2 separate regions of the Sus scrofa genome follow, and region 1 is linked to region 2. A link is a contact called in public HiChIP or PLAC-seq data. All regions are on one chromosome and are shown on one strand. The core of a region is the stretch at or near the end of the contact, and the rest is flanking DNA. Distances in the headings are between cores, read along the strand shown. Region 1 holds the start of TTF2 (transcription termination factor 2). Region 2 holds the start of TRIM45 (tripartite motif-containing protein 45).

What was found. HiChIP or PLAC-seq counts read pairs in DNA pulled down with a chosen protein or histone mark.
Region 1: a contact with region 2 is called in an H3K27ac HiChIP or PLAC-seq map of skeletal muscle. The contact joins the promoter of TTF2 here to the promoter of TRIM45 in region 2. A contact is called at or near these places in 10 of 47 Hi-C or Micro-C datasets (brain, embryonic fibroblasts, epiblast stem cells and 6 more) and 2 of 2 datasets of contacts at active chromatin or transcription factors (alveolar macrophages and skeletal muscle).

Annotation. Positions count from the first base shown.
Region 1 is chr4:103,674,913-103,678,857 of Sscrofa11.1, reverse strand. TTF2 (transcription termination factor 2) reads left to right here and starts at 2,380. Exons shown (of 23, transcript XM_001929357.7): 1 at 2,380-2,473; 2 at 2,553-2,655. The coding sequence starts at 2,446.
Region 2 is chr4:103,611,167-103,615,123 of Sscrofa11.1, reverse strand. TRIM45 (tripartite motif-containing protein 45) reads right to left here and starts at 1,942. Exons shown (of 6, transcript XM_001929343.5): 1 at 584-1,942. The coding sequence starts at 1,071.

The DNA.
Region 1 (3,945 bases), core at 1,131-3,630, 63 kb before region 2:
TATGGAAGAAATATTCCCCCTCTCTGTGATTTGGCTCTGCATACTTTCATGGAGTTGGACCTGACGTACTGGATTAAAATACTTGCAGAGGAACAGCTTCTTCCTTAACAGGATATTTAAGAGGCTCCTATTTTGTTTTTGTTTCAAACATTTATTATTCAAGAAATAATTATCATGCCCCTTGTCCTGGAATGACAGTATTCATGGTCTACTTCTCCTAATACAGCATATATTAAATACGTTCATAAAAATCTTTCAGTGCAAGGATTTTTGTTTGTTTGTGTTTGCTTTTTTAGGGCCGTACTTGTGGCATATGGAGGTTCCCAGGTTAGGGTTTGAATTAGAGCTACAACTGCCAGTCTATGCCACCACCAGAGCAACGCAGAATCTAAGCCTCGTCTGTGACCTACACCACAGCTCATGGCAACGATCCTTAACCCACTGATCAAGGCCCCAGATTGAACCCAGATCCTCATGGATCCTAGTCGGGTTTGTTAACCGCTGAGCCACGAAGGGAACTCCTTCCGTGCAAGGATTATAATCTGGAATAATGAAAATGCCTGTTTTTTGTTCCTTTCTTATCTCTGCATTTATAAGTGTTACAGTGGAGATAGTTATGTATAAACTAATTCCACTTTGCTTCCAGACATATCTTTATCTAGTCCTACGGAGTTTACTGCTGACCCCACTCATCTTGACATTTAAATACTATTTTAGGAGTTCCCCTCCTGGTGCAGCAGAAATGGATCTGACTAGGAAACATGAGATTGCAGGTTCGATCCCTGGCCTCACTCAGTGGGTTATGGATCCCACGTTGCGGTGAACTGTGGTGTAGGCCAGCAGCTGTAGTTCTGATTTGACCCCTAGCCTGGAAACCTCCATATGCCGTGGGCATAGCCCTAAAAAGGCAAAAAGACAAATAATACTATTTTACACTGTTATTTAAGTGTCAGTATGTACTAGTTCAGTCTCCAAATACTGAGAAAGCTCTTTGTGATTAGAATAGTTTTCTTAAACTTTGTGTATGAATAAATGAATTTTATATTTCTCAAGCACCTAGTGTCCACCCACACTGGACACACAAAAAACTATTTAATAAGTACTTGTTTAATTAAAAAATGACACCTCAGGTTTGTCTTCCCTCCTCTGGATCCCCTATGACATTTACATCTATCATATAGCCCAGATTTCCTAGAACTTGCAGAATTTCTGTCCTACTGTCTCTGTAAGTACAGCTGCACATGCTACACCATATGTCAGGACATATGTTCCAAAGAGTTGTAAGATGAAGCCATCTCTATTGCAATAAGTGTCTGATGTCTGTTTCTTTTTGCTGCCTAAGAGATCCGATTACAATTTCAAATAGCCCCCTTTCTTTCAACTTATCCTCGGTTTTTAATATTACAAAAGCCTACTGGTAGAAAAAGTCTGATAATAAAAAATGTACCAAATTAAATTCCCTTTCACCAAAGGTCATCTATTTCTCCCCTGTCGTTTCCACTGTGACACTTCCAACTCAGGTCTCCTATTGAGCGCCTAGAGAACATTCAGTACACACAGGAGGCAGCTGCGTGGTCCGCTGGCACCTGTCCGCAGACGGTCCACTCACTAATTCTCTGACCTGGGGTTAGTTACTCAAAGTTCTAGGAGTCTACGGGTCGGTAAAATGCCCATCTCACCAGGCTGTCGAGATCGAACCCAGATCTTCATGGATCCTAGTCGGGTTTATTAACCTCTGAGCCACGGTCAAGACGTGTATGGGTAAGCACTTTGGGTTGTGGGGTCCTGGAAAAGTCTTTAAGCTTGCTCTACCATAGTCCCGTCAGTTCACCATGTAGCTTTAAAGGATGCCCCCACCGACCCTCTCTCGCACCCCAGAGAGCCAGCAAGAAGGCAGAGCGCCCACCAACCAACCCAGCTCGCAGATGACTATGAAATTCCAGGCGCTCTTGGCCTTCGGGAGAAGGGAGTCTTCTTTGCAGAGCTCTTCTCTGCAGTTTCTAACGCCTGCTTCCTTTAGGGCCGCCTCTAGGTCTTAAATAAATGTAAGCTAGAGTCTCCCCGTTGACAGTCCTGTTCTTTTCTCTTTCAGGACCTGCAAAGCAAAGCTTCCCTAAGCCCGGAAGCTTCGCCAGCCTCCAAAACTCTTTCCAGCTTCGGCCACGCCCCATCAACCAAAGACCAAGTCCACCCTCCCCCTCGCCTCAGTTCGATTTCGGCGCGAGGCAAACCTGAGGACGGCTGTGATTGGTTGGAGAGAAACAAACTACCGTTTGATTGGCTGATAATAGCCATCAGCGGGTAACTAAGGCCGCGGGGATGAATTATGGGGGTTAAGACTCGGGGAGGTGGGTGACGATTGGTTCCTGAAGGAGGAGGGCGGAGTCAAAGGCGGAAGCACGCGTTGGGTTGGGGTAGCTTGGGGAAAGAGAAAGAAGGAGCAGGATGGAAGTGGTTAGGTGTCCGCAGCATGGTAGGAGGTCAGGGTCCCAGGGTCTTTCGGGATCTGTCATTGTAGCGTGGCCTAACTATTGTCGACCTTCTCTCCTCAGGCACCTTATGCTTTCTGAAGACCGGCGTCCGCGATGGCCCGAATAAAGGAAAGAGCTTCTACGTGTGCCCGGCGGACACATGCAACTTTCTGAGGGCCACTGAGTAGGTCTCGAGCTGGGCACAATTCCCTGCGACCGCGCGCCGTCTCCCCGGTGGGGTCGCGGACTCCCCTCTGGCCAGCGCCATTAGGACTGGGAGAGCTGGGACCCCTGGTCTGTGGAGCCATGGCCCTTTAATTAGTTGGTAATCTCAGGACAACTTGGCATGTTAGGGACACGCCCCGCTCTTGATTGCAGTGTGACCCAAGGCTGGTTACTTTGCCTCTCTGGGCAGCCAATTCCCTCATAACATGGAGGATCGACTACATCTGGATCCTTCTGGTCCTTTCCAGTTCTCGGTTTCTTTTTCGCCTGACAAGCCTTGATCACTCCCTTCTGATCAGACATTACCCCCTACTCCATTTAAAGTGAGGACATAGAGGCGTAGCAGAAAATAACTGGCTCCAGCTTTGCACTAATAGTAGTCGGATTGACTGGCTCTTTTAAAAATAGGATTCTCTACATTTAAGTGGTGAGATTGTTAATCTAAGGAAACAAGTTACTTTAGGGATTAAGGCTGAAAGAAACATCAGAAATCTGATTCGGCAGTCTGGTTTTTACAGAGCTGAAAGTGAAACCCAGAAATATTAAGCTTCTTTTTGGAAGTGAGAAAAGTTAATACTGTTCTCATAAAATGTTGTTAATGTTTTCACAGTACCAGATGTTGGAAGTCTCTATGCGAAATTTTAAACTGTTATATCTTAACCATTTTTTTTCCTACTTTCTACTGAACTTGGTAGAGAAAAGGTATTTTTCTACATATCATGTAAGGCACATAATGGATATCAATATTGGAAAATAATGTTTTTTTCAACACATACATTAGCTTCTCATGTTTCCCCCACATGATTTAGATGATTTGTATTTTTGTTATGCTTTGAAACTAAGTGGGAGATTTTTATCCTTTTTCAGATGTAGAAAATAAATTTTTAGTAAAATATTTTCTTTGCCTTCTGTAAGTTGTTTTTTCATTTGACAGAAATTACTAGGATCCAGTTTAATTAAATACAAAATGATTTTATTTAAATCAGTGTTAAATCTTAGAGAAGGGACCAAACAAAAAAAAAACCCTGATGCTATCAACACCATGTCATTATGTCAGGGTTTACTATTTATTTCTAGTTTCTATACATGGCTTCTTAGGTTCAGTACCTAGCTCAAGTTTCATGAGACACAAAAGCACATTCAGATTTATAAGAACTAAACATTAATGGAAGTGTAAGATTCTGTTTTAAATGAAAAGAAACATGCCTTTTTATAGAGTACTACTTATAAGAATGTACTCCTGTACAAA
Region 2 (3,957 bases), core at 693-3,192:
GACAAGGCAAAGGCTGAGATGGGATCCCACCAATTAGCATCTTATAGTGGGAAGGTAGCAGAGATTAGTAGAAAAAGCATAGAGGCAGTCTGAAGACCTGGATTTAAAACTCTGTTCTGTAATATACTACTTACCAGCTAGGGGACCTGTGACAAATCACATATGGCTGAGCTTCAGTTTCCTCAAATAATAAGGGGTGAAAACAATGCCTGCTTTTCTATGCATTGCAAGGATCAAATGAAATCAAGGCCAGGGGCTTTGGTATTATATTCATTCTCTTTCTTTAGCACCCAGTACAATTATTCACTATACAAATGGTTGATGATCCAAGGAAACTGAATGTGCTTTGTAAGCTGAAAAGGACTCTGCAAACCTCTGCTGCTGTTATTACCATGGGTATTATATAAAGGCTGCAGGAGTTAACCGCTGTTCTGGAATATCTGTAACCACATCCTATATTGCTCTCTGACTTTGCATGGCATTCGAGCTTTCCTTTCCATCTGCTCACCCAGGGAATTCTCTGTCTTGACACCTCTTTGCACTCCGCTCTTAAGCCACACCAGGTGGGGTGTCCCATCTTTACCTATGAGCCTGGCAGCAAAAGTGGCAGAGATTGGCTTTGCAGGTCTGACACCTCTTCTCCACTTCCCTGTCGCTGCACAGGTCACACACCAGGCCCTGGCCTTCCCCACGCAGACTCTCCAGCATCACATCATTCATGGCCAGGTGGTCTATGGTTAAAGCCTTCACTCCACCCATGGGCAGGTCCACCTGAGCATCACATACCGGACAGAGGATGCCGATCTGCGGCTGCAGAGTGCATGGCTTGAGTTCCTGGAATATTGACCCCTCAGAGCTTGTGTCAGAGTCTCCCCCACGGATGTCCACTACTGAGAAGGGTTCCAGCTGCTCCAGACAGGTGGTGCAAACTGTGTGCAAACAAGGCAAGAGCCTGGGGGTCTTGAAAAGCCCCATGCACAAAGGGCAGTGAGTCTTGCCTGAGTTCCCAGGTGTGGTCCCACATGGGAGTTTGCCCACGAAGCCCAGCAGCGGCTTCCTGTTTTCTGCCATATTCCCCACGTTTGTGCTCAGTATCAGAAAAGACCCTGGGCAATTCTATAATGAAGTAGTAGGTGATTAGGCCCACCCAAAGAGAAAGTTTCCAAAACTTGAACAGAGACCATGGGGACTCTCTCTTTGGCAAATCAAAGGGCAAAAAGTTAGAGGATTCCTTAAAGGAACCGCCCACAGAACTACTCAACAGGGCCCCCTCCTTTGCAAGGCATCCCATACCAGACACGCCCACGGCCTCCTCTAACCCCCTAAATCCTCCGAGGAGGCGCTTCCAGGTCTAAGTCTCCTGCTAGACTTCTGAACCCCTGCATCTCTAACACCCTCTACTATCACCCCCCTCCCGCTGCCACCCGTCCGGCCCCGCGCCAGACACGCGACAAGTGCCGTCCCCGCCCTCGCGTGATGCGGTTGGGGGGCCTCCCGCTCCTTCCCCCAACCCGGCCCTCCGCGGAAGGCACATGGAGGACGAGGGTGCTGCGAGGTCTTGCCGGCTCTTCGGTTGCCACCGCCTGCCCACTTTCCGGTCCAAGGTGGTGCCCGATGGCTCCGGCCCTTTCTCACACCAATCCCAGTCGGGGGCTACTCGGGCGAGTCCAATCACCTTGGGAGAGGCGCGGCCTTCGCCGCAGCAGGACCCGCCGCCCTTCAGAGTGACACCAGCGGCACCCAGTAAGCTTTGGAAATTCCACATCTTGGCCGGTGCCCTCCGGGAAGGGGCGGGATCAAACTAAAGGCAGGAGGCGGGGCTGTCTGCGGGGTTAGTCCTCGGAAGAAGAAAAGACTGAGGCTGGGAGTGAGCGGCATAGTACAGCCGGCGTCACCGTTTTACGGTGACTGTCCCTTTCTCTATGGCTGCGGCGATCAGAGAGGCCAGAGGAGCACTTAAAAAGCCGCGCTGATGGGCCACGGGACCGCCTCCCCCGCGCCCTCGGATTGGTCCCACGATCCCAGTTTGGGCCCTCCCATTGGTGGGTGGCGCTGTCAGTTGGTGCCGGGCTCCGCCCGGGGCGTTGAAAGGGGAGGTGTTTTCCTGGTTGTCGAGGTTTGGGATGTGTGCGGTTACTGGCGTTTCTTCTCCGAGCTGGTGTCAGCCTGAGAGTTCCCCTCTGGGCTTCCCAGCTTATTTTAGCTCTGGAGTCCCTCAGGACTAGCGGGCTGGGTACAAGAGCTTCTAGAAGAGGCTTGCTGGCTCCTGGCGTTTTCCGACCCAGGCTGGTTCGGAAGACCCCTCAGGGAGACCGTTGCACCGAGGTCTAGCGTTGCCTTCGTCCGGCCAGCGCCCAGGAGCCGACTCCCCGTTCCCTGGAGTCGGAGAAGCAGTTTTTTCACCCATCCGGGGCAAGAGGTGCGGATGACTAAGGGGTGGTTTTTCATTCAGAATTCTACAGCTTTGTGTAAGAGAAACAGGGCACGTTTGTCCCCCCGTTTTTATCCGTCAGGGAGGGCCGGTGGCTGGTCACAATGGGGTAGTGGAAGGTGTCAAGGAGGGATAAGCCCTTTGTGGGCTCACAAACTAAGGGGAAAATGAACCCATCAGGCACCCTTTCCTTCGCGATTCACAGTTTCTTGGTCTCCTTCTTTTAAGTGTCCTCAGGAGTCTGCTGATTTAGCCGTATCTGGGATTTTACCTGGGATGTAGGCCTTTTATCTCCCAAGTTCCACACGTGGTAACCCTCTGGCTTCTTACCCTCCATCTGTTCTCATTATCTTCGGCACTTAAGCCCCTGGAGGAGGCCTGATTATCTACCTCACAGCTCGCTTTATTCATCACCTCTTGGACTTGATTTGGACCCAGTGGGCAACTGTCTCACTGATGTCTTCATTATCCATTCCATGCTATAGGCACAGTGCCTGGAGCCTAAGCTCTTTTAAAAACAAAAAAAAGTAGAATCTAAAACAACACTCTGAAATATGAAAAGAAAACTATAAAATCAGAAATTGGAATGTTTGGCCATTTCTAAAATATGTTAATGAGTCAAATGCCACTTTTATATGTAAATTATATGTAATTTCCTAAAGGAAGCATGCCGGCAAAGGTCTTAAAATAGTTCTTACCTAGATTTTTTTGTGGCTTCTTGTCCTTCTCTGTACCTACTGACTCGGAATCTGCTTTCTCCACTCCAGTATGAAGTCAGTCGCAGCAACTGCAGACTTGGATTTGTTATATATCCTTGCTCTGAACTTCACCTCAACACTCCCCGATGCCTTGTGATGCTTTGCTTCATCTCTTATTCATGCTCTTATCATATTTCCCATGGTAGATGTTACAAGCTTCTCTTGTCTAAGAAGTGCTTTATAATTTACATGTGTGTTATTCCATTTACTCTCTTAACAACTCTGTGAGGAAAGTCTCAAGTTTGGTGGCCAGCCCAAGGTAGCCCATCTGAGACTTGAATTCTGTCTCATGATGCCATGCCCAACCACCTCTACCCTTTCTCTTCCCAGCTGCTGCTGCTTTTTTTTTTTTTTTTTTTTTTTTTTTGGTCTTTTGTCCTTTTTAGGGCCACACCCGCAGCATATGGAGGTTCCCAGGCCAGGGGTCCCATCGGAGCTGTTGCTGCCAGGCTACACCACAGCCACAGTAACGCCAGATCTGAGCCATGTCTACAGCCTACACCACAGCTCATGGCAACGCCGGATCCTTAACCCACTGAGTAGGGCCAGGGATCGAACCCACAACCTCATGGTTCCTAGTCAGATTCGTTTCCGCTGTACCATGAGGGGAACTCCTCATCGCAGCTTCTTAAGCATTAAATCCTTTATATACTCAGCAGGTATATAAAGCAGGAATATAAAGCAGACTTTAAGAAAAGCAATTTCCTCACTTTTTACCAAAAAAATCTGGGATTCATCATTTCTCCTCTCATACCTCTCCTAACTGCT